3 separate regions of the Mus musculus genome follow, and all the other regions are linked to region 3. The links are chromatin contacts, called in public promoter capture Hi-C maps. All regions are on one chromosome and are shown on one strand. The core of a region is the stretch at or near the end of the contact, and the rest is flanking DNA. Distances in the headings are between cores, read along the strand shown.

Region 1 (4,960 bases), core at 2,348-4,847, 1.3 Mb after region 3:
TGGGATCCCTATTTCATTTGGGTCATGAAGTAAATGCAAGACAGTTCCATCAATTTTACAGATAACATGCATCTTTCATTCTGGCACTAGGGAAGAAAAGCCAAAGGGCCCAACAATCCAGAGAACATGGCAAGTTCCAGGCCCACCTGGGCTATATGAGACCCTTCTCAAAAAATAATAAAAAGGGCTGGAAAGACAGCTCAGGTTAGGAGTGCAGACTCCTCTTGCAAACAACAACTCAGTTCCCAGCACCCACAGCAAGTAGCTAACTACTATTCCCTAACTTAAGCTCCAGAGATTTGACACCTCAGACTTCAGTGAGCGCACAAAAAACAAACATAGAGAATTTAAGATGTGGCTCAGCAGGGCAGAGTCGCCTGTGCAAGCCTAATGACCTGAGTTTGATCCTCACAACCCTACAGAGCCCTAAATGTGGATGGACCCGAAGCATTCCTCTGCTTTCCAAACATGGGCTGCAGCACACCCCCATGCATGCCACACAGTATTTTTAAAAGGCATTCATTCCTTAGCATTTCAGTGAGTTCTCACAGATTTGCATGCCCTTAACTACTGCGGCTCTCTGAAGCATAGGGAATTCATCTCGAAGGACAGTGATGTAACCAACCCCTAACTGGTAGGTAGTTCCTAACACTTCTATGATACAGCCAATGAAATAAATATAACAGTCTTAAAATTACTTGGTTTTGTGTCTGCTCTATTTGTGGGGTTTGTTGTTTTTTGTTTTAAGACTGGATCTTGTTCTGTAACCCTGACTGGCCTCAAACCCACAGCAACGCTGCTGCCTCAACCTGACAGCTGATTACAGGTATGTGCCATATTTGGCTAAAATGTATCTTTCCCAACATATGTTTATTATATAACAGAGGGCATGAGACAGGCATGCTAGCATAGCCTTTTGATCCCTGCACTCAGGAAGCAGAAGCAGATCTCTAAGTTCAAGGCCAGCTGGGTCTACACAGTCCATTCCAGGACGTTCAGGACCATACAGAAAGACCCCATCTCAAAGCACTAAAGGGCATGGCATGCCACATACACTCTGAAGTCCAACATGCAAAAGCATACCATTGTCCTAATTTAAGAGGTTACTCAACAGGACACCCTTCATGACATCTAGTGGAAGGCAGCACTGGATTCTAGTCACCTTTATGACCAAGCTCTTCCTGTTAACTTTTCTTACCAATGTCTAAAGGAAATTCTACCTCCAACCTTAGCACACACAATTCACCAAGTTTTCACCAAAACCATGGGTTTAAAGGGTAAGTACTGAACTACTAATTTTTTTGTTCACTGTCCCTGTCACACTGGAACTATTCTCTTCAAAACATGCAAATAAATGCCTGGTTTTATGGCAGTATCTCTGCACAACAGAAACCAAATCTTTAATCTACATACAAGACTCCACAGAATACTCATAACTTTTTTTTCCTGATAAATCCACTCAGATTGTTAGTATTGTTTAAAATAAAACTAGTTTGAGCTCCCAATTTACTAGATGTATTTTCAAAATACCAAATCAGCAATAAACTGACAAGTTTCTATCCAACTTGGGGCAGGCATGACTCTGTGTCAAGCAGACTTCCTAGAGAGGGAAGGAGTGTCCTTGGCATTGTCCTGGCCTGCACTAACTGATCCTTCTCTGCAAGGGCTGCTCTTCCCTAGCCTTCCCATGTGAACGCTTCCACTTAGACACGGTAGGAGAAAACACACGGAGCCCATACAGTCCCCTTAAGCTACTAAGCCACAATGGGGACTAAAAACCCAAATACCCTGCACATCTGGTGAGTCAAGCAGGCTGGCCTATGACTTCAAACTAGCTAGCAGCAAAACAGCCCAGTTCCAATCTGAGCAGCAGCTCCTATGGAGACCAAGATGCTCTAGACAACATATTGCTCCAGCAGGTCCTGAGGGAACAGGGATATGTGCTCTTAGCACAAGTCTTTAGAACCAGAGTAAGAGCTTACCACCAGGTTGTTTCTGTGAAACTGTTACAAAGTGCTGACAAACTATTCCTTAAGACTCAGAGAGATGGTATGTGGTACACCCTTATAATCTAATCCCAGCATCCCAAAGGAAATAGAATTGTGACAAGTTCCAAAGCAGCCAAGAGTTGCATAGCTTTTGACATTCTGTCTCAAAGACGTCCTTCCATCAAACCACCTTCACAAAGAACTCCACAATCTCAACTTGAAAGAACGAAGAACCTAAAAACCTTAACCATGACTCTCTCTACACAACAAATCACATTCATGTTGGTCTCTTTCTAAAGGAAATAGAGCATTCCAGTGTGAAGGACAGCACTGCTGTTTTACTGATAATGCCCTAGAACTCGCAGGTCACGGTCAGGACTCGTTTGTGGACGCAGACGTTTAAGCACTCTACAAGCCATTCATCTAGCTGATCAAAGGCTAGGAAAGTTCAAGGCAGGTATCCACGGGATCTGTTACTCACACTGGGCAACACTACAGCTACACAGATGTTTACATCCTCGAAGAAATTAGTCATCAGTAGGTGTACATACAACTGGATTGCTAAGCACACTCACTCGAGGTTTCTAGGACGCACAGTCAGTGTACAGCATTGTGCTAGGAGTCTGACTTTCAAAACCAAACGGGTTTGGCATCAAGGTCCTTACAGACTTCTGTGCTGGCAAGCCAAGTGTTAGCTGCCAGCACTTATTTACAAACAAGCGTAAAATCTAAGCTATGTAAAGTAAACCACTAACTCAAGCACGCAAAAGGGATAAAACTGTACTACCTGAAGCACAACTTCTAGCAAAAGGGAAACATAAAAGGTCAACTTTAAACCCTTAAGAAGGTTCAATCAGGGCATTCCAATTCCCCCGCCATGTTACCTGTTTCAGAATCTCCCTTTAACACACCCCACAGGATGGCAACTCTTGACTCTACTCCACTAGATCCTCAAGAGACCAAAAGTCAACCAGAGTATCGTCCTGTCCAAATGCACACAGCGCAAAGCACCACAAAGCTTAACGCGCAGGGAAGTATCCCACTCAATCCTAACGGAAACAGCTTAGCCTACAAGTCGCCTATGCAACGCAGCAAGCACCTCGACCTCGCAACACAGGACATGCAACGATAGCTACTTCTGTATGACTTTCAGCCAGCACCGATCAACAACAGCCCAACTCCGTATCTTCGGACGAATAGCTAACCCGGAGCAGTCCAAGGACAAAGGCAGAGAGAGCCAAGAGATGTCAAGCATCTCTTGACAGGAGAACGGGCATGCGTCTCCCTCTGCACCCCTGAAAAGACCGTCTGCAGCGGCAGGACTGGTCCTACCTAAACACTCTGTAAACAAGGGGGCCGGGCCGCCAGCCTCCGGGCCCGGCCGCTGAGAAGTTTCCTCGCCTCAGCTGCACATGGCTTGCAGAACTTTGGCTGGGGCCGCGAGCCCAGGCTGGGTGGAAGCCGCAGCGCCGAGCTGCAGGCGGCGGCAGCAGCGGCGGCGGCGGCGGCGACGGCGGCAGAGCAGCAGGAGGCGGAGGCGGGCGGGCAGGGGGGAGGGGAGCGGCTGGGGGGGCGGAGGGGCTCTTGCCGCCACTGCTCTCTCGCCGCCTCTCCCCCCCGGCGGGAGCCGCTCTCAGCCGCTTTGCACTAGTCGCTCCGCTCTCTCGGTCATGTGACCTTAACGTAACCGGACAGGAAAAGCCCCGCCGCCGCCGCCCGCCGCCGCGCCGGAGACACCGACCGCGGCGGCAGCAGCAAGCAGCAGCAGCAGCAGCAACGCGGGGCAGAGGCGGCGGCGGGGACAGTTAGGCCAGGCCGCCCGGCTCTGCCTCCCCTCTCACGCCCCGCCGCGGCCGCCCGCACCGGCGACAGGTAAGCGCGCACCGCCACCGCGTCCCGGGGCCCACGTGCCGCCCCCGGCCCGGGCTCCGGGAAGCAGCAGGGAGGGGCGGGAGCCGCCGGAGCTCGCAAACGGTTCCGGCAGCGGCCGTGGCAACAAAGGCGACGAATGACTCCCGGTCCCGGGGCTCCCGGCGAAGGCAGGCGGCGGGCCCTAGCGCGCGGGGCGCCGGGGCGGGGGCGGCCCCGGCGGGGCGGGGGCGGCGACGGCGCCAGGCGCCGGGGCCCTAGCCGCCTGACAAAACCATCCAGGCAGCCGGGCGGCGGCGAGTCGCGGCCGCTCCATCCGGGGCTTCGCAGGAGGGGGAGGGGACGGAAGCCGAGAGGGCGGGCGCAAGGGGAGGGGGCGCTCCGCGTTCCGGTCCTAGTCGCCGGTGTCTGCTGCCCGCCGCGGCCAAGGGCGTCCGGAGCGGGCGGCTGCCGGTGAGCGGTCCCGCGCCGGAGCCCCGCCAGGTGGGCCCATCAGGTGCGTACTCGGCCGTCGCCTCCCGCCGGGGTTGTTGTCTTCGCCGCCTCGGCGGCCAGGCCGCGAGCTGCGGAAGTGGGTTTGGGGGAGGGGAGGCAGCAGGGAGGGGGAGGGGAGGGATCCGGTCGGACCGGAGCAGGCCCGGCCTCTCTGGCGCGTCTCCCAGCTGCAGCGGCTCCTACAGCTGCTGTCGCTACTGCTACGGCTCCGCCTCCCGCTCGCGGGCGGGGGCGCGCACGCGCGCTTCCGGCCTCGGGTCTCGCGCTGTCTGAGGCTCTCGCGCGCGCTGCTCCCCTCCCCTCCCCCCTCCCGCCCCTCCACCACGCCCCTGGCGCCGGGGCCGTGGCGCCGGCCGGGGCGGTGCGCGCGCGAGGCGTAGGCGTCGGCATTGTGTTGGGCGCCGCGGGACTCGGGGCGCGGGCGCGCGGGCGCGGGCGCGGGCGCGAGCGTGCGGGGCCTAAGGGAGGGGCGAGCGAGCGAGCGAGCGGCGCGACCAGAGTGCGTTGCTCCCCCTCCCCTGGGCCCCTGGGGCGGACCCGGACGCCGCTCCGCCCGCTCCGCCCCCTCCCTTGCGGGGCGGGGCCAAGGCCTCCTGGGCGGGTCTTCG
Region 2 (4,417 bases), core at 1,407-3,906, 1.6 Mb before region 3:
GAACACTTGCCCCCTCTGGGATATATGTCTGGTGGAACTCGCAGGATTACTTGCTGTCTTGCAAGCTGAAAGAGAAACAACATGAGTCAATTTATACCTGGGAAAGATGAACTGATTCTAAATAGTCTGATTTGGAAAAGGAACACTGTGACAGAGAGACAACCATCAAGAGAAGGGGCCTTAGGTGAGAGGAGAAGCATTTGAAGCAGCTTTTAAATGGAGTGGCCTTTGAATGCTGCCACATTTCTCTCACTATGGGAAGAGTTTTGAACCGGGAAGGGGCTCGAGTCTTTTTACTCGTGTGTTTACTCAGTATTTATAGTAATAACTTTGTCTCTAAAGTGCTTAGGTCCTACTTCTCAACTAATACCAATAAATTTTGAGAGACTCAAATTATTAATGTGAAACTGATTCCCAAACTCGCTGGTCCATGTCCCCTCTATACCCCCTTGGTCTTTGTCTTCTGACTAAAGGTGACAGAAGAAAACCCTTCCTGGCAAAGTCCCATGATATCCAAGAGTCACTAGCTGTGAGATCTTTAATCTTCTTCATACTCAATTCAGTATGGCAGGAGCATTTACAACATATTTTGTTGATTGAATAAATGACCTAAACACGCAAGGCGGCTGGCCAAGAAAAGGAGATGCAAGGAAACACAGAAGACTGGGTTCTTGTATCCACACTGTAACATATCAAATTCAGTCAAAAGCTTTGTCCATTTCCTAATGTTGGAGGAGCCCTGGCAGCATCAAGGCAGAAAGGAGGAAGGGTGCCCCTGCTGAAGAGTGTGGGTACCAAGGAACCACACCACCAGGGACAAGCAGGAAGAAAACTGGCAAGTGTATAACTGATCGCTTTTGCATATACACCAATTTCCATAGCTGCTTATCTAAAAATCCCTCCTCTTTGATGTGCCAAACTTTCTATGTAAAGTTTACATCTGGGCTGGCAGTCAGCACACCCTAGAACTTTCACAGGCTAACAGCTATAATTAAGGTAGAAGGCCTTATTTACATAGCAATTAGCCTGCAGGACTGGAGGAGTAAACATGTTGCTAATTCATTTAGATAGTTAATTGGTCAGAGATTTTTAACTTGGCTTTCTTTGCATATTCTGCTTATGCGCCGAGTATAGATTGTGTTATCTGTGGGATGAAATTCAGCAAACTGGACTCTGGAACTCCAGCTTTTAATGCAACAGATGCAAAGGAACAAGAGAACATTGTCAAACATCAAGGAAAATTCTACAGCGAAAGCATTTGATAGCATTTGCTCCTCTTTGTGATTCCAGGGGTTATGCAGCCAGATTCATCGTCTTTCAACTTCGTTACTACTGTGTCCCCTTTGGAAGGCAGCACTGTTTATAGATGAATTACTTGCTTGGTCATCTAATCATATAGCTATTTTCGAAACTGTAGGCACAGTTCCCACTGTGCAGAGGTCAAGATGGTTAAGGAAAGACAGATGTCAAAGATCATTTCTTAAAAAGAGGGCAGCTACTCTACCAGGAATTTTCTCATGGCCGGTGTCAAGTTTCTGGGTTGGGTAATTACTCTTGGTTAAAAAAAAAAAATCGCTATTTTTGATAGTTGTACCTCTCCATTGCATAGACGAATTGCTCAGGAAGGCTAAGACAGTGTGTACGCTGTACACCCAAAACACTCACTATACAACAGATAGCTGGGTGCTAGCAGTGATTCTCACGTGTAATAGAGAGCAGCTATCCTAACAGAGGAAATATGAACGCAGTGGTTGGTGCAGGGAAAGCAACTGCGGGTATTTACTGAATCAATAAACACTAGCCACTCCCTTACTTCAGAAGATAAGTAGTTGGAAGGGGAAGATCAGATCCAGCTCAATATACCCCAATAACAAGCAGCTTCCTCCTTGGATAGGGTTAATAGTTGCTCAGGGGAAGATGGAAATCAATAACTATAATTGAAAGAAGACTTCACTAGGGCCAAAAGAGTGTCTGCATGTGTGTGGGAGGGAGGTAAACACCGGTTATAGGGTTTTCCCCAGACCCGCGCTCTGCTTCCAAATTGAGGCTTGTAGTACAGAAAGGGCTTTCCTCTCCCTGTCAGAGGCTGAACTAGGCAAGGTTCTCTCTTTTTTTCTTTTCTTTTTTGGCTCGCTGACAACTTTCGCCTCAGGGTTAATGACTAATCTGAATCGAGCGTTAGGTCATTTTGAAAATATGACTATTACATTATGTCAAAACACAACTCAAAGAGCTGCCATTCTGGTGTTATTAAACCGAAGAGTTGATACACTGTAGCGGCCTTGGAGCAGTGGCACACCGCCATCCATTTGTCCAAAACACACACAACTGGCCTACTTTAGGAAACTTAAAAGGCTGAATAGCTAAGGCGAGATTGCGACTCGAAGCTTTTAAAAACGAGAACAGACACATCTCAAACCAACACACAAAGACAAAAAAACCTGTTTACAGGATTCAGCTGCCACTAAGCTGGGACCTCTTCGGAGCCAAGCGGCTCTCCAGGACTCAGGCTGCAGCTCCAGCCCACCCCTTGAAGAGGAAAAGTAGATCCCTGGCGTCCGGAGCTGGGACGTAGGAGGGAAAGAAACCGGAGTCTACGTCATCGCGGCCCCGCCCCTCTCACGTGTTGCTCCCGCTCCGCCCCGCCCCCTCTCTTATTCCGGCAGCGCCGAGCGGAGCAGAAACTTTGCAACCCGAGCGCGCACGCTCCGCTTTTTTCCTCCGCCCGGGCGGCCCGCGACGGTGGCGCAGGAGGTGGGACCCACTGGCGGGAAGGCTCGAGGCGGGGGCGCACGCGGAGTGGGGACCTCGGGGACGGACACCGCTCGCAGGAGCCGCGGAGGGCCAGCCGACCTAGAAGTTCCCGGCCAGAAGAGTCCCACGCCAGGGCAGCCCCGGCCTGGGGTTTGAGGTTGCAACCTGCTCCCGCTGCTGCGGTGGTTGCGGAGAAGCAGCTGTAGCAGAGAGCGGCGTCGGGGGAACTGCATCTGGACAGCGGTAGCTGCGGGGAGCAGCCGTACGGGACATAGCTGTCCCGTGCGCAGAGACCCAGGGCCGCGCTTCCCTCGCAGAAACCGCAGCGCGATGGCCCGCTGACTGCGGCCATGCAGGCTTGAGCGGACTCCCGGCACACGCAGGGGACAACCACGGGCGCAGGCTGCAGGACTCCTGTCGATTGCCTAGCCCAGCGGACAGCGAAGCTGCTTACCATGGAGCCCGTGACCAAGTGGAGCCCCAAACAAGTGGTGGACTGGACTAGAGGTGAGCGAGCCGTGGAGGACCCCCGCGCCCTACAGCCGGGGAGATGGGGCGGGCCAAGAGTTGGGCACTGGAGTGCTCTGCCCCTCCTGCCGGCGACAAAGCAAACTTCTACTGAGCGGCTTGTGCGTCTCTTTCTGGTGCGCCTGCTCCGATCGGTTTCTTTCGGTGGGGGTGCGCGTTGACTGCAGCCGACTGGACACCTATATTTAAGTCAGGGAGCTATGGGATGGCCTTTCCGTGGAAGATTGGCTGGGAATGTGGGGCTTGGGATTTGGCGCCAGGGCACTCTCTCTGCCAGTTCGGGTACGGTGGACTTGCTGCCTGTAGCCAAGCGCAGAGGCACAAGGCGTCTTTGTGTGGGTGACTGCCCCTGGCCCTGGATCTAGTAAAGGCTGCGGGCCCAGAGCAGTTCGCGGGCGTGACCTGGCAGTTGGGCAGGTAGACGAAGGCTCCTGCGGCCAGCCCAGCCTGTTTGTTTGGGTTGGAGAGGGCGAACGGGCTTTCGCGCCTGCGAGGACCCTAGCGCCAGGACTCCCGCAGAGGCAGGGACTCAGCTCTGGAGGCGCCAGGACCCCCAAGGGCGCAGCGTTTTGAGGCCAGTTAAGCACTGAGAGGGAGCCGAGTGTCTGGACTACAGTCTGGTTCTGTACAGTACTCGGGAAGAGGAAACTCAGTGGGTGCTGGACGGTGTAGCAGGAGTGGAAGGGTCCCTGTTACTTTATCTTGTCTCTCCCGTGATTGCTAGGGATAGTTGCTAGAGTTACTCAGCTCTCTTTGACCTCTTTCAATAGTACAAAGTTTACCGAAATCAACCAGTGGAATCTCAGGGGTCCCACCTCCTCACTTCAACATCTGTTTCAAGTTATCCACCCCTGCTCCCAAACCCCCATTGGTCTTCCAGGTGAAGACTTGGCTAAGCACTCTCTCTCCCTTTGTTTTTGTTCGTCTCAGTAGACGTGAGTAGTCAGTGATGCTGGTGTGTTCAGATTATCTTTCAAGCTGCCCTACCCGTCTGTGACAATGGAAACCCCATCCTGTCATTTCTCAAGCCAGTGTCTTATATAGGTCACTGGAAAGGGGCTGTCCAGGTAGTGAAGAGTCTGGTGTATGTCTGATTATCCCTGGCTTCTGGAGGAAAACACAGAATACTGTCTTA
Region 3 (4,724 bases), core at 580-3,079:
AGGCCTGAGATGAAAATAAGAAGTTGTTAGCTTCCTAACACTAGTTTAGAAATGGGATCCATCTGGTACGCAAGACTGGCCACTGATGTTGTATTCTATGTACTGGAGGTGAATTCCAGAGTCCAGAATAAGTTTTTTTTTCCCATTGGAAATGAATTTGCTCAACACTACAACCAAAATATTGAAATAAATAATATGTGATTTGAAATGCAACACTCTCCAAAATAACATGTGGGAAATCTCATTTAGATGCAGAGGAATGCCTGCCTACTTATCTGAATTGAAAGCACACTTTCCCAGAATGAAACTTACCTCACTACAGAAGGTGGTCCAAAGAGAGGCCAGGCCAGCGACTGAGAGAACAGCACACTGAAGAGTATCAGGAATGCCAGGAACTGAGGCTTGCTTCTGGCTTCCATCTCGGTGCCTCTGAAAAGAGAAAGGATGCTGGCTCTCCCAGCCACACTTGGCAACATTTCAGAGGGTCTAGCAACCCCACCAGGGGCTCTTGCCAAGTTGAAAATGGTCATTTCTCTTCAGGAAAGAGTCAGACTTACTGACATAAGATTACTTTGTAAAATAACGCTAGTTTTCTAGCACTGGTTTGGAAATGGAATCCATCCCCAGGATAAAGGCATTTGAACACCGGCTCAGCTCCCTTTTGTCTTTCCCTCTGCGGGCACTCAATTAATTTTAGTGTCTATCCAGGGCCATGCTTCTGTTGTGCTGGAGGCAGATAACTTTAGGCTCTGTGTTTTGATAACAGAGTCGTCATAGCATAATGTCTTTTCTGTTGAAGGAAACAGCCACAAGGAATTTGTTGGGTTCCCCCCTTAAAGCTATAATATCTGATTGATGTAAAACTGGGGTATTACCTAATTAATTTTCCTTCTAGCCAATTGTATTTTAGAGTTTGCATGTTCATAGTACATATATGTATATAAAGTATAGATTTGTATCATTAAGGCAAAAATCTTGTATACATATTACATTGAAATTCTTATTTTCTCTGTATTTGTTATAGAAACCACTGATAAGTTATTTCTTTAAACCAAGGCCCAAGCAAATTTATTCAAGGATAAAACTTAATGCCCTCAGAGTCACTTGGCACTGGAACAAGTTTTTCCAGGAAATCGATTTATATGCCTTTATCTGTAGAGCCCATGCATCCTGCATTCGATCTATTCACATGTCCTATTTGTAAACACTGTCGAGCTAGCACAGAGATCTTCAAGGGTTTTACCTCTTGGTACCTACAAAAGTCATAGCACTTAAAAATTAAATGATAAAGAAAGTGAGTGCTTTCTAGGCTCGATCTGTTTAGAAACAGAAAGAAAAGCTCTTTAAACGCAGATTGAAAACCCCCAAAACAAATGCATCAAGCTGAACACTTTGCTCAAAACCCCCCCCACAAGCAAACTCGTCTTACTTTATTTTTTAAAAGGCAATACTTAATGAAGGATTAAGCAGGACTAAGAATCCTCTAAGCAGATGGGGTCATAAGAGAGAAATTGAGGCATTTCTATCTTTATTCAGTGACTTGTCATGATTATTGTATTTGGCTATTGCAAAAAGACGAACACTGTAAAATTCTTTTTAAGAGAGAAATTTTCACAAACTCCTATTCAAAGTCCCAGTGACAGAGAGGAGAGGAAGAAGTGGAAGATTTTGCTTACCCTTGGCTGTTTCCTTCAGGCAGGGCTGCCTTTCCGGCTTCGTGGCAGCTGTCTAGGGTGCTGAAGTTCTGCTCTAGGGAAGGCTCCACCAGTCTGTTCCCGGTTCCTGGGGAACGGTTGGCTGTAGCTGGCTAGTGCTCTGCTGTCCAAGCTGACCAGCATCTCAAAGTCTCTCATTTTATAGGGCTTGTGCTTCGGGCTGAGCAATCAGAAGGCTCCCCGAAAGACGTCACAGTAGTGATCCCATGGGATGAACAGGTCTTGAAGTTCTTATTAAATTGTCATCATGCCTGATTTATATACATTTATAGCAAACAAGTTCAAGAGAGAGGAAATGAACTCTTTTTTAAAAAAAGAAAAGTACTTAGCTGGATGTGCAATGCTTTAATCTTTACTTAGCTGTGATGAACTAGAAGATGATTATAATGTTATAGACAGGGCCTAGGAGTACCTTAGAAAATAAGGACTTTCTTCAGGAACAAATGCAGAAAACTTGTGTTGTGCTTAGAGTATAATTCCTCGTTTCTACAAAGTGTCAATTGCTTTAATGCCTTTTAAAAAACTTTATGCTGCTTATGCATATCTGAATTAAAGTTTTCTAGAAACCTACTCTAATTTAAAAAGCAGTCATAAATGATTTTGCATCTTTCTATTATTACACTTCTTTTATGTTGAGTCTAATCCTCGGGGAGAGGGGTTCCATTATGTGTCTAAGATGCTATAGTATACACGCTGTTGTGTAAGCCATGGCACTAGCACTCTTCTACACTTTGTTTAAAATATCATAATTCCCACTCCTTCTCTTTGCCCACTATATCAAATATTCCAAAAATAAATAATGATCAGACTGTATACTCCAGGGACTGAATCTCTCTTTCTCTTCAAAGGCATTCTCCTCATTTTATGTCTTTGCATAATGTTGAATCACTTTGTTTGCCCTCAAAACTCACCCTACTTCAGAATCTCCAACTCAGTCGCTTTACATAAATGTGATTTCAAAGGATCAGGGAAAAGACCTTTGTAGAGTACTGTGATGAATGCTTAATTTTTTTTTGTTGATTTTAACCTCAAAGTAGCCTGACATACATTTAATTGGGACTTAATGTCAAAATGCAGCTATCCTAAGAGTGTCATGGAAAACAAAGGCAATGTCCATTCATTTAAAAGTCCTGGTGTGTGTGTGTGTGTGTGTGTGTGTGTGTGTTTTATTACGTATATCCTTAGGGATATATAGCTCTCAATTTTCTTTACTTTATTGTCCTCTAAGATTTTAGTCTCTCTTTGTTGCACTGAGGGCCGGCCAATGCAGTGAGAATTATCTTGCTAGAGCTTAATCATATTTTCTAATCCATTTACAAGAAAAATTAAATGAATTAAATTTCAAAATGTCTGGAATTTTGTTGTCCAGCTGACAGGTCTGACTTAAGCCAGAGTTCCTGTGGCTTAATTCCAGGAAATCTTTTTTTTTTTTTTTAAGCTAGTTGTTACAAACTAGAGGTTAAAATAGTTTTCATATGGATCTTCTTTTTTTATCCTGAGATCATTGTCACCAAAACCCTCGGTGAAACAACTTCATTGAAAAGAAGCACCAGGAAATAAATAGGTTAGGGATCACGAAGAACTCCATCCTGGAGGAGAAGAAGCCGCAAAATCACATCAAGGCTTCTTATCAGTGGTCCAAGGAAGCACGAGGCAATAAGAACAGTTTCTCCCATCATCACGATAAAACAAAATAATAAAGAGAATTTAATTTTATTTTTACCTATCGAGGAAAATAGACTAAATCAAAGAATCAGTTCTTGCTACAGATTTAAACAGGACATAAACTCATAGAATCACAGCACCATCTGCAGTTCAAAGTCGTAACTCTCAGATTTAAAACAAACAAACAAACAAAAAGACCATGTTTCTGTATTTTGTTTGTTTGTTTAAAGAAATAGGGAGAAATCCAGAGATCCATTGACCAGCTAACATAGATTCTTTTTTCTTATGTTTATCATAAGGAAAATGACTATATGAAATTTGTCATGAGTAATCTAGTAAACAAAAAGCCATATTTACTGTTTAGCTCTGCCTCTTCCTTACCTTTCAATACTTCGTCTTTCCACAGTCTCTTCAACTGCTTTCCCTATGCAAGCAAGCCTGCTCAGCACAGCATAGAAAACCTTCACCCAACTCTATAGCAAAGGCAATCTATTCCTGCTCCAAATAAATAAGCGATGTCTGCAGTAGCTCTTCCATCCCTCCCATGTTTACTAAAGGCGATGAGAGTGGAATCCAGTTTCCTGAGGGTCTGTCTTTCCATAAAGGGCCAGCCCTATTTTGAAATTGTCACCAACACTCTTGGTGCTAACTCGTCAGGTAATCACGTAGCTTGTAAAGATATCAGCATCTCCATTCCCACTTATTGTCAAAAGAACCAAAAGCAATGCCGGTGAACTGTAGCTCTGTAAACTAAACGGAGGTCATGTGGAAGTGACTCTGAAGATAAGGCAGAAATCCACGTTCACCTTTATTTTCTTCCTGCAAAGGGCTAAATGAACACATGGTCACTAGGGGGAATGAATGCCTCCCTGTGGCGTATGCCTGTGTCTGTGATACCTATGTCTGTATAATTCACCTGCACGCAACCTCAGCTGGAAGACCTTATATCATTGCCACCCTAGGAGGCAGGAGCAGTGAAGCCTACATGTAGGACCAAGGAGACACACCCAGTTGCCTTTTATATGTAAGTTAAGAGGGACATTTATATCTTTAGAAGATCAAAATCATAAATGTATTTGGGACACATAAAAATTATATAAAATTTAAGCATCCATTTTCCTATTTTGTTGATTGGAACATGGAAATGCTTTGTCATATACATCCATGCTGTGGCTTCTTTTGAACTACAACAAACAGTTTGAAACCTTCAAATCCTGGTGATCCCTCTGATCTTTCATTGAACAAAACTTCTTGGGGCTGGAGAATTAACTCAGCAGTTAAAAAGTTTAGCTCCCAGCACCCACATGGCAAGAATATACTTGAAATTCCTTTTACTTTTTTACT

Evidence for each region. Promoter capture Hi-C pulls out the DNA fragments that hold promoters and counts their contacts.
Region 1: a contact with region 3 is called in a promoter capture Hi-C map of pre-B cells, with 2.2 times the contacts expected there. The contact joins the promoter of Zbtb2 here to the promoter of Vip in region 3. A contact is called at or near these places in 2 of 39 promoter capture datasets (the 3T3-L1 cell line and pre-B cells).
Region 2: a contact with region 3 is called in a promoter capture Hi-C map of embryonic stem cells, with 3 times the contacts expected there. The contact joins the promoter of Cnksr3 here to the promoter of Vip in region 3. A contact is called at or near these places in 2 of 39 promoter capture datasets (embryonic stem cells and hippocampal neurons).

Annotation. Positions count from the first base shown.
Region 1 is chr10:4,386,745-4,391,704 of GRCm38.p6, reverse strand. Zbtb2 (zinc finger and BTB domain containing 2) reads left to right here and starts at 3,597. Exons shown (of 3, transcript NM_001033466.3): 1 at 3,597-3,860.
Region 2 is chr10:7,210,476-7,214,892 of GRCm38.p6, reverse strand. It overlaps Cnksr3 (Cnksr family member 3), which reads left to right and starts at 2,656. Exons shown (of 13, transcript NM_172546.2): 1 at 2,656-3,261. The coding sequence starts at 3,210.
Region 3 is chr10:5,636,323-5,641,046 of GRCm38.p6, reverse strand. It overlaps Vip (vasoactive intestinal polypeptide), which reads right to left and starts at 1,829. Exons shown (of 7, transcript NM_011702.3): 1 at 1,677-1,829; 2 at 313-429. The coding sequence starts at 419.